2 separate regions of the Zea mays genome follow, and region 1 is linked to region 2. The links are chromatin contacts, called in public Hi-C maps. All regions are on one chromosome and are shown on one strand. Each heading gives the region's core, a stretch centred on a gene start, on an enhancer-like site or on the middle of the called end of the contact. The rest is flanking DNA. Distances are from core to core; before and after follow the strand shown. Region 1 holds the start of LOC103650693 (BTB/POZ domain-containing protein FBL11). Region 2 holds the start of LOC100216924.

Region 1 (6,248 bases), core at 2,514-5,013, 680 kb before region 2:
AAATTTTGGTCCACCATTAATCGGTTATTGCTTTTCTTCACAATGTATGGAGGTCATTATCCAGAATGGCTAATCTGCTATGATGTGTGATAGAGCTAGAAATTTTCACCTATGTCAATTAAGGGAGTTGATGATGTGATATAGCTACAAAGTCCTACCATCCAGATCTTGGTTTAGCCTCGCGGGAGTATTATTTTGACCCTTTTGAAGGTTGGATAGTTTATTATGAGTTATTGTGTTGCCCAATGGACTTATCACTTATTCTCGCTAAAAATCTAAGATCTTTGGTCTCAAACTTGCACTAATCCACTTTGCAGCTATAACATCAAGCACATAGAAAATGCACACCCCTTCTAGAGAGTGCTATGTTGCATGATGGAAGTGATTCGACTCTGCATAAATGGAAGTCGGTTCCAGGTATTTGGAGGACGGTCTGCAAAAAAATATATGCTGACCTCGTAGTTGTGGTAGTTCCTTACCATGAACCATCAACCGAATGGACGTATACACAAGTACATATTTGACCTCAATGGCCATGCATAAATGTTATTAAGCAATGATGATATACATGTTTCATTGTCATCTAATCGTTGTACATTAACAACTTATCGAATAAGTTGTGTGTCGTTGCAACACACAAGCATTGTACTTGTATAGTTCATACATCACTTCTTGTGCGTCACATGAGGTGGGCACACCATTCGTAGTGCCATTCTCATGGATTCCATCTAGGGGCGGATACAAGCCTCGGGCCACTCGATAGATTAAATAGATTTGTCCGGGATGTGATCAGATCCTAGATTCGCCCCTGATTCTATCAACATGGTACCTAGTGGATATATGGTTGCAGGGAGAGAGAGAGAAAGAGGACGAGCAAATAGAGTGGCCAGAAAGGGAGGGAGGCAAAGGATTAGAGACAAAAATGGTGTTTTAACTGAACCAAAAATGTATATTTTATTAGGTATGGTGTCCTCTAACAAATTTGCCACAAACTGGCAATTAGATTTTCTTGTCGTCTGCTGGCAACACGACATCACTTTCGGCGTCACTTAGCAATTTTTTCTAGTGATGATAAGGTCTAGCAGGTGTTTGATATGGCTCCAAAATAAAACTCCAAAGAAGAGATGATCAAAGCTAGCCAAACAACCTAACTCTCCAAGGAATTTCAGGAATTGCAATATAATTTTTTTGTAGTGCATCTTTGCTGCTCCGAAATCTAGAAAACTGTAGAGCTACTCCATGCTAAAGCTGTAGAGCCGAGCCATCTTCAATTCTGATAAAAAAGCCCAAGACTAGCTAGCTCTCTAGCACAAGACAAGACAAAAAAAAAACACGCCTTCTTTCCTTTCGAGCTAGTAAACTTTTTTCCCACAAGAAATGGTCATTACTGAACCCCCTTTTGTGATTCATTATATTGGAATACCCAATACTAGAAGGGAAAAAAATTTAAAGGTGGTCACATTCCACATCCAAAGATAAAGTGAATATTAATTGTCATGTATGATCCTTTATCAATTTGCCTCGATCTCCATAGCGAAACAACTCACTTTTTTTGGTAAGTGAAACTTGTTTGTTGTTATTAATTTTCAACATAAAAAAAACTCACTTTTTTTTATATTCTTTGCTTGCTTCGAATTATATCAATTGTACGTGGTCGATACTCGATAGTATGATGCATGCTATCCGGCTAACTAACATGCATGCATGGGATGGGGATGGGAGAGCAAGTTGGGGTTGGACGCTTTCCTTGCTGCTCAAGGAGCAGCTAGCTAGCAGCTTGCTATAGAAAGTAGGCATTGCTTTTAATGCAATCGCACATCATCGATCTAATATTAATCTTGGCCGTGGCGTTGACCTTCTTGCATGATATGGTTGGTCCGGCGATGGATGGACATGCATGCATGCAACAGCTAGTACGTACGACGTACTACGTGCAGGTTGCTTACAAACAAGAGATCTGAATGGAAGAGCATGCATTTGCTGATCCGGGACTCAAGGGCCAATCCATCCATCCCCAGCCGGCCGCGATGTGTAAATGTCAACTGAAGATGCAGGCTAGGGACATGCATGCATTATATATATAAGCTACCTCCAGCTTTGGCTGCGATCAAGACACCAATTAAGCCAGAGCAGTCTACAATGGCTCACAGTCACAGAAGCAGTATGAGCTTCTGCTTGGTGTGCATCGTCGTCATGGCGGCGGCGGCGGCGTTGTTGCAACCCGCATCTTCTCAGCAGGCGGTGCCGGACATCCCGAACCTGAAGGTGGGCTCCAACGATCGCAGCACGACTCTCAAGTGCACCAACATCAAGAGCAACAAGACCACCTGCAGCGCCACCTGCAACGCACGCTGCCCTCACAAGTGCCTCATCCAGTGCCCAAGCTGCAAGACATTCTGCTGTACGTACGGATCGGAGTATTTCATTTCGTCCATCTTAACAATTAATTTGGTTCCTTTCCATCTTAATAATTTGATATATATGCACATGCAGTGTGCGACTTCTATCCCGGCGTGTCCTGCGGCGACCCACGCTTCACGGGCGCCGACGGCAACAACTTCTACTTCCACGGCAAGAAGGACCGGGACTTCTGCATCGTCTCCGACGCCGCCCTCCACATCAACGCGCACTTCATCGGCAAGCGCAACCCGGCCATGAGCCGCGACTTCACCTGGATCCAGGCGCTGGGCATCCGCTTCGCGCACCACCACCTCTACGTCGCCGCCCAGAGGACGCCCAGGTGGGACGCCGCCGCCGACCACCTGGCGCTGGCCCTCGACGACGAGGACGTCGACGTCGCGTCCCTGCTGCCGCGCTTCGTCGGCGCGCGCTGGTCCCCGCCCACGGCGCCGGCGCTGTCCGTCACCCGCACCGCGCGCGTCAACACCGTCGTCGTCGAGCTCAGGGGCGCCTTCCGCATCGTCGCCAGCGTAGTGCCCATCACCGCCGAGGACTCGCGGATCCACAACTACGGCGTCAGGGAGGACGACGGCGACACCCTCGCGCACCTCGACCTCGGCTTCAAGTTCTACGACCTCACCGACGACGTGCACGGCGTGCTGGGCCAGACCTACCGCCCGGACTACGTCAACAGCCTCAACGTCACATCCAACATGCCCGTCATGGGAGGCGCGCCGGACTACCTCTCCTCCGACCTCTTCTCCACCGACTGCGCCGTCGCACGCTTTGGCGGACGCCGACACCAGCAAGGCACCGCCGCTAATATTGCCATGCTCACCGACGACGACGACATGGAATGAATAACAAAGGACACGTCGTACGCGCGATCGACGACTTCACCGTACCATTCCATTACCATCTCGGAGGATATCGATCCATCCATCGTTGTGTGTCTTCTACACTAGCTAGTGAATGAAGAAGCAGCAATAAACCCATTGAAATTATATATTATATATTCAACAAATAAGGCTTATAAATACATATGCATGCATGTATACTCCTAATTAATTAATTAAATACTCCTGATTTTATTTTACAATGCATGGATGTTTAAGTAATCGATCGAGCTTCACTTGATAGTTCGTGGAATTAAGAAACTGAGCACAAGATAAAATGTAATCGAGTGCTTAACAATTTTGGGACTCTCATCATCACAACTCACAAGCAAAACAAAAATGGAAACAAACAATTTTAGTTTCTTGGTGGGCCTTGGCAGTGTGGAGTTGGGCCTGTGGCTCGTCTAACTCGATCCGGAGGCCCATCTCACGAAGTCACAACAAGAGAAAACAGTTTTTTTTAGCTTCCGGAAACAGTCCATCTCTCGTCCTTGACAGAGTAACCAAACCAAGCACCACGCGCGGCCATGGCCTTCCCCGCCGACGCGCTGGTTCTAGAGATCACCGACACATCATCCTCCGCCACCGCCGCCGCCGCCCGTGCTCCATCCTCACCTTCTCCCCCGCCGCTGTCCATCTCCGACCTCGCGCGCTTCGACCCGCTCCCATCCCCAACCGTTGCCGTTCGCGTCGACCGGCACAGGCAAGCGACCACTCTCCCATCTCAACCTACCCCCTAGCTGATTCCTGCGCTCTGGTAATCGAATCCTACCTCGTGGGCAGGCTAATCGAGAGCTCCTCCTACTTCCGCGCGCTCCTCGGCGGCAGCTTCAGGTCAGCGAAAACCTAAGCCTCGAGTTACTACTACAAGTTAGTGGCGACTGGGCAGGTATCTCATCGGCGCTGTGTGTGGATGCAGTGAATCCGGCAGAGAGCATGTGCGTGTGGGCTGCAATTTGGAGGCTGCTGTGCAAGTGCTGCGCTACCTTTTTGAGCCTTCCGAGAGCTTTAACATCACGCACAACAATTTCCTCCCCCTGTTGGAGGTACCCACAGTCCTGAAAGTCTAAAGTTGTGCTTCTCTTGGTTGATAACACAAGACAACACCCTTCTAGATTATCTTTTTTTATTATGTTTCATAAATTCTATGCCATGGGAATAGGAATTCCATTAGTACTGTGTACCATCGTTAGCAGTTACTAGTAAACCTGTGCCTGATAGAAAGCTGCTGGAGGAAGATGGTCATTTATGCCATAGCCATACTCATTGCTAAATTTGAGGCTAGTGCTACTGCCTTCGGTTCATGTCAGGTGCTACCCTAAGTCTCCAACTTCACTTATCATCCAGGGAGCTTTGTTTCTTGCTGTTGAGAGCCTTCTAGTGGAGTGTCAAAGATGGTTCGGCACCATAGCCTCTCAAACTTCTGCCATGTCAGTTCCATTAGATTTCATAATTGAAGTCTGGTACTTTGCTGAAGAGCATGGTGAGTTCTTTTGCTATAGTGTTCTGACATTTCCAGGTAATATTTTCCATTTTGAACAAAATCTAATCAATTCTTTAAGGTTTTTTTTCTGGCTTTGGATATGTTTGCAGGTGTTACTTTTGTTCAAGACATTTGCCAAAAATTTCTAGCTCAGAATTTTGTAGGTACAATTACTGCATTATGTGCATATTCTTTGAGAAATATATTTCCTGGCGATGTTTGGTTCCTTTCTGATATGCTCATGTATTATGCAACATGCTTTCTGTACCACTGCCGTTCTGTGGACCATGCAGGCACATGCTATCTCAGGAAGGTCATTTAATAAAATACCTTATGATTTGCTATGTTCAGCGATCAAATGTCCACATCTGACAGTGGATAGGTTTGTTGTATCTTCTCTCAGTGTTATTCTATAATATGATTCCCTTCTCTGAAGCTAAAATAATTTGCTGCCTTTTGTCCAGTGAAAAACAATTGTGTGAAGCAATTTTGTATTGGGTTTCAGAAAATATGAAAGCCTGTGAACAATCAAACCCCAACTCAGTAGATGGCCACCTCTTCATTCTTAGCAAGGTACGGCATTCCTCAAAATGTGTGGGTAGTATTTAGTGTCAAGTCTATTTTGCCATCTTTACTATCTGTTGTACTATATTAGTTCATCAAGCCTCTGGATGTCTTGACTTATGCATATCTTTTCATTTGAACTGTTTCAGCAGGTGAAGATATGCCTTTTACCATTAGGATTTGCGGCAGGTACAGCTCCTTGATCTATAAATTTAAAGTTATAACAGACATTTCCCTTGTTTGTTCCTTCTTTTACACTACATATCTTCCACAATTTCTTGTCATGTATTAGTAATACAGTGGAAGATTCTATTTTTATTAGGGACAATGAGGCATTGGTTTGACTTTGGAAACAAGATCATATGCACTATTCTTGATCTTCTCAAAGACAGTTTGAAAACTTTATTGGATGCTGTTGATGATGGTAACTTGGATCGATATTGCATTCGAATAACAGAATATTCAAAGGTTATTCACTCGTGTTTTACTAATATTGCCATGATACATTTAAGCAGTCTAGAATGAATTATTGACCTTTATGTTATGTTTTGTTTTCTTGTTGCTTTGCAAAATATTATACTGCTACCTTTAGTCAGCGAAACCTAATGCAACTACTTCATGTACTTTAATCTGAGATCAAATGCTGGGAAATAGGTGAAGTTTGTTGGAAATAATCTTGTGTCTAGGTGCATGCTAGTGTCTAGGTTCATAGCATTTACTTTAGCTAAATTTCAGCATGGTGTAATAGGAAGTAATAGAACTAAAACCTAATATATGAGATGTGACTTCAGCACCACTACTACACATGAGGCATGAGATGTTAATTTGGAAGGTCAAGCGGTGTCTAGGAAGGATACATTTCGGTATTTAGGATCGATGCTACATAGAGATGTAGATATTGATGA
Region 2 (5,592 bases), core at 3,084-5,583:
CTGTGAAATGCCAACAGTAAAAGTAACAAGGTACTTTGGCTTGAAGGGTAGGTCCTGTAAATTCAAATATCCATACCAGCAGAATGAAATGTGCAAGATACAGAACCATGTGCGAGAATTAGCTAAAACATTGAGCTTAATTTTGACAGAGCATCATGGCTCAGGTGCTGAAATTGAGATGAAAATAATCAACTTTTATGGAAGATAAAGCCATAAAAAAAACAGGGCTAAAAATCGGCAAGAATACAGTGCATGTACGAGGTGGATAAATAATAAGACGAGTTCACAGCAACACTCAGATCTTGAGCAAAAGTTCTTTCGCCAACAGTGGGAGAACAAAAGGAAAAAAAAGATTGCATGAGAGCAGCACACAAACAACCTAAGAATTTATTTACAAGGAAAAGAATACGCTAATTCTTGATGACAATGTGAAGGGAAGGCTATAGCATAATCTCATTCTAGGAGCAATAAACCATAGTCTGTGCGAAGGAAAAGAGAAGGCAAACCCAGAACTGAAAACAATATATAATATAAGATGAGACGAGAAGTGCATACAAGAATGGTTACCTCATCTGGGTTCCCCCATAACCTGTGCTGATGAAAATCAGACTCTGGCACAACAATACCTGGCGCTAGGCTCTCTGCACCCCTGGGGTTTGTTGGTACATAGACCTACAAAGTTACGAACCAGGAACTCTTTTAGATCAACAGTTATACCGAAGGAGACAGGGCGTTCACTCACAGCACAGCACAGGAGAGCAAAGGAAAACACATATATATATCACAGGAGGATGAAGTGTATTGGGGAATTATTGTACCTTGAAGTTGTCAAGTGAGATTGGTTGGGAGCCATTTCCCCTTGCGTTCCTGGCCGCAGTCCAAGCATGGTTAAGTATAGCTTGAGCTGAGATGCCAGAGTTCTTGTCCTCTATGTAGGAGACGATGCTAGATGGAAAGTGAAGCTGCAGCATTTTTGTTTGGGTCGTTGAGATACATGTTATTGCCTAGATGCTGCATGTGGACAGAGCATGCACGTACTTTTGTTATGTTAACTGTCGGGAACGAGATTCCGATAAGGAATCCAAAGACCGCACCAACGATCGTTACTACAACGAGCCTCATGTTTTCGTTAGGCTTCGACCTGATGGAACTGTAAGTAAAAAGATATGCATCACAGATATTTATGAATGGATTGCAAGGGATGGATGGCGTGCAAACCTGCGTGCAAGTACCGGAAGTTTGGCCATTGCCTGGAACAGCGGGCCGGCGGGAAAAGTAGGGAAGAGCGAGACCTGCGAGCGGCGACTTCTACGCATCGCTCGGCGGGAGCATAATAGTGACGGGTACCTGGTCCTGAAAGATTGGATGGATTAGTCATGCATGGAATGGAATGGAACGACGGGATGGATGGATGGAGATGGGAAATCTCGAGAGGAGTTGTGTGCAGAAGTGATGATCTAAAACCTTGTTGTCGAGAGGAGAGGGAGAGGGAGAGGAGAGGAAGAGGAGATAGGGATTACTTACCTGAATCAGTGAAAGCTGCAAGATGGCAGGGAGGACGCGCGATCGAGATGGTGCAATGGCGCGTGGACGGTGACGACACGGCGGAGGAGAAACCCTAGGCGGCGCTAGACTAGAGGAGGCTCGCTCCGGCGCCGCGTGGTTGATGAAGGGAAGAATGGGCCACGCGTCAGTGGTCAGAGGATTCTCGTTCCGAAGAAGGAAATGGATTTCAAGGCCATCAGAACCAGGCCACGACGTCTCGTTTCGTTTCGTTTCGTTTGGCTTTGCCTCCCTGTCTGTGAGTCTGTCTGTCTGTCCTCGCCTGCCTTGTTGCCTCTCTGTCTGCAGAGCAACACAACACAATTGTCTGGCCTCCTTGCGGTTTGTCCTCTCGTCTCGTCCACCCAGCAAATTACGAGGGCTACCATTTTTTTAAGGATAAAAGGAATACAATTTCCGTCTCTATCTCCACATAAAAAACATTCAATTACTGCAGATTATCGACCACCTAACTGATCGCATATAAATCAAAGCAAAATAAATCATGAAAGACAAATTCTGGAGTATTATTTAATTTCTATCTATAGCCTGCTTAGACCTCCATGGCTATTATCTCTATGGACTCTCTGAATAGCTCTAAATAATTAAAAGGGGTTATTATAGCATTCTAGTACCAGAAAAAAAATTTGGTGAAACTTACTTCGCACAAAATCGTCAATTCAAGACATAGTTTATTGTTTAATTGTGAATGAGTGTAACCCTTGTCCTATACAAATGTTTAACTTAACAGTCTCCACCAAAAAATCCTGGTATATTAAAGAACCATGACTTTGAGATTGTTTAATACCTACCCTAGAATTTGGTGGACATTGTTAGTTATTATTGTGGGTTTGACCCATAAAAAATTTAAATAAATTATAAGACCCATATTAAATAAAGTATACATTATGGTTTATTATAATATGGACGTTGGCCAGATGTTAACTTAACTTGTACGATTATACTATATCTATCTGCATGGAGATGTTAAGAATGTGATAAAGATGTACCACGTGTGCGCACGTTGTCGCTAAGGCGAGGCCTGGTGTGTCATGGCGTGAAGCGGGCACAATTGTAGCGTGGTGGAGTATGATGATATTTTGCCACTCATGGAATTACTGCATGTGGAGGAAATAGGGGTTATTGAGAGTTTTCCCTCTCTTGATCTCCCTCGATCGGAACTCCCGGAGTTATGGGAGTTTCTCATCTCTTGATTTCCCGTGATTGGAACTCTTGGAGTTACGGGAGTTTCCCATCTCTTGATCTCATGTGTCCGCTTGGTTCTCCTAGCTCATGTATATAAGCTTCATTATGTCATTGTCACTTGGTTCGCCCCTACTTCTGCTATTAGTCAAGTTGCCCTCACGGTGCAGTGGAGCGTGACAGTGTCTAACCACTCAGGGAAATATTACATGTAGTGGAGGGGGAGTTATCGGGAGTTTTCGATCTCTTAATCTCTTATGATCGTAATGTTCAAAGTTACAAGAGTTTCTCATCTCTTGATCTTCGACGATCATAACTCCTAGAGTTATAGGAGTTCCCTGTCTCTTGGTCTCTCATGCCCATTTGGTTCTTTGGTCTCGCCTACATAAGGTTCATCATTTCATTGTTACTCGGTCCTCTTCTACTTCTATTGTGGGCCAAGTTTTCCCATTTCGTTTCTCGTGCGCACGATCATTGGGAGAGCATACCTTCTAAACGAGTGTCGCTCGAGAGTTCACTTGCTAAGGCGAAGGGCAGCAATCACGTTTTTGGGGAGTGTCCATAAGCGACATGACTGCTCACTCCATTAGCTTCTTCTCAAGGAATTGGCGGTGATGAGTGACATGCACGAGCATACCGGCTCTGACAACACGTCGTGATGCCTCGCGCTCCTCCTCGCTCTTCAGCACACACACACACACTTTATCGACAAGGTCGCTAGCAAGGTTATCCTCCACTATGAATCATTTAGGGCCCTTGGTGATGTTTTGGTAATTAATGACAACCATTTGTGCACTAACAATTCTTTGAGAAATAAGAATGCAGGTTAGACCACAGAGAACAGAAATTCTTGGAGACTTATAAGCATTGGTCGTGTTTTAGCTGAGCTTGCAGTTAATTGAAAGGCATGAGAGCCTAGTTTTTTTTAAAAAAATGACTTTAGAGCATCTCCAAGAGTCTTTCTAAATTCCACTTTTTAAATTATTATTTGAAGAGTCATTTACATAAAAACCATTTTTATATCTTTCAATTTCCAACAGCTTTTCTATATGTTGTTTACACTCTAAAGAGTTATTCACGTTTTATATCATTGGCTAGCGAGAAACTTGGAATAGAAGATAGCTATATTTAAATAATCATTTAGATACAATGTTAGAAGGTATTTTTTATGTAAAAAATTATATTCATAGTAAGAATATAGAGTCAGTTGGAGTACTCTTAGAGTTGAAATGCGAAAATAGAACTTTAGAGTTGAAATCAGAGATGCACAAGAGACTGAGACTGCACATGTAAAAGTTGCTCACGCACGCATTTCATACCACTTGACGGTGATGAATGTAGTGTAGGAGTACAAGAGGCTGCAGATCCGATCTGTTGTGGCCACACGGGCATCGCAGGCGTGTGCTGGGCGCACGCGATCCGATGCGACGAAAGGAAACGGGTGGGTGAGTGTAGCGGGGGTAGGTAGCTGATGACCTCTTTACATACCCAGATAGACGATGACTGGTGGGTCCCTTTTTCATTACCCCCACCTCCGTGGCGAGGCTCCCCCACCTACTAATACCTGTCCTCTCTCGCTCGCCTGTCGCCTTTGTATTCGTCTTGCTCCAGCCGCCGTCGGATCGGATCCGATCCAAAGCAAGCAGCAGCAGCCGGCTCCGCCTCCCGCAGCAGCCACACCCCGTCCGTCACCAGAGGAAGAGGAAGAGGAGGATGTCGGGGTCGAAGGTGTACACCCTTGAGGAGGTGGCCAAGCACAACACCAAGGATGACTGCTGGCTCGTCATCGGCGGCAAGGTTACTTCTCCCCCCTTTCTATCTGTACAGTATCTCTCTCTGGCTTTTGGGAATTCAGAAGGATCCCTCCCTCCCCTTGCCTTCCTGGTCCTGGGGTGGGAACCGTCGATCTTCCCCTTCATCGGATGTATCATTAAGATCCGTTTTCGTTAGCTGCCTGGAATCGAGCTCTGTCACCTGCAACGTTGAAACGAAACGATTCATTCCCTTGGGATCCGGGAACTCTGCCTGTCCTTTTTGGATTCCGATTCCGATTCCGGTTCAGCCCTATCCCTAATCCCTAGTTAGGAGTAACAACAAATCATGGAAGCGATAGGATAGCTTCTACTGTACCTACCTAACCTAGTACTGGTGTTCATAACCCACCCCCCTGGTTGCTAGTGCCAAAAAAAACATCGATCTTCCTAGTGGAGAATTCGATTTCATCTCACCGCCCTGTTTCATTCCGGTTCAGCTGCTTCTGCCGCCTCTAGTCTGGACGACTCATTTTCCTGCGACATCTAGTTAGACCACGATGAGTAAATCAAACACGAAACGCAACGATAACACTCCTGTGCTGTGCGTGCACAAGACCATCACTGACACCTGAAGACCATCCATCGTACCTGGTGTGGTATGTTGTTGGGGCAACCATGATTTCTCTTTACCATTTTGCTTGCTTATTATAGGTTATTATCTACTGCTCAGATGGTTCAGCCTCACTCTCTTCTTTAGAACATCTCCGCACTCTCTCAGGATCTCCAAGAACCATCCTTAGGATGTTGATTCACAAATGATAGGAAACATATACGCCTTTTACTGACCATATGCTTGCTGACCTATTATTACTTTCTCCTGGGTACCTCCGTCCATTGTCCAGATTTGTCTGTACATGCTGATTTAGGTGGTGGTTTTTTTTGGTGACCTCTCTCACTCTCTTTGAGCCTGACCCACTCCTTAAAGATTGTCATGTAGCCTATAATAATATCTGGTGCCTCGCTTCCGGAAATCATATCATTGTGGTACAACTGGAATGCTCTTGTTGCCGTCTTTTTTTGTTTCGTCTGGGAT

What was found. A called contact is a pair of places that touch in the nucleus more often than the background predicts.
Region 1: a contact with region 2 is called in a Hi-C map of leaf, with 7 times the contacts expected there. The contact joins the promoter of LOC103650693 here to the promoter of LOC100216924 in region 2. A contact is called at or near these places in 5 of 25 Hi-C or Micro-C datasets (bundle sheath, ear, endosperm and 2 more).

Annotation. Positions count from the first base shown.
Region 1 is chr3:147,409,820-147,416,067 of Zm-B73-REFERENCE-NAM-5.0, reverse strand. It overlaps LOC103650693 (BTB/POZ domain-containing protein FBL11), which reads left to right and starts at 3,763. Exons shown (of 19, transcript XR_564324.4): 1 at 3,763-3,999; 2 at 4,080-4,130; 3 at 4,216-4,342; 4 at 4,644-4,779; 5 at 4,890-4,939; 6 at 5,073-5,161; 7 at 5,244-5,352; 8 at 5,493-5,532; 9 at 5,666-5,811. LOC541623 (root cap protein 1) reads left to right here and starts at 2,102. Exons shown (of 2, transcript NM_001111378.2): 1 at 2,102-2,401; 2 at 2,494-3,408. The coding sequence starts at 2,140. The coding sequence ends at 3,260.
Region 2 is chr3:146,732,563-146,738,154 of Zm-B73-REFERENCE-NAM-5.0, reverse strand. It overlaps LOC100216924, which reads left to right and starts at 4,333. Exons shown (of 3, transcript NM_001370802.1): 1 at 4,333-4,542. The coding sequence starts at 4,459. It overlaps LOC109944850, which reads right to left and starts at 1,745. Exons shown (of 15, transcript XM_020550337.3): 1 at 1,525-1,745; 2 at 1,219-1,353; 3 at 1,039-1,141; 4 at 819-962; 5 at 568-672; 6 at 1-54. The coding sequence starts at 1,316.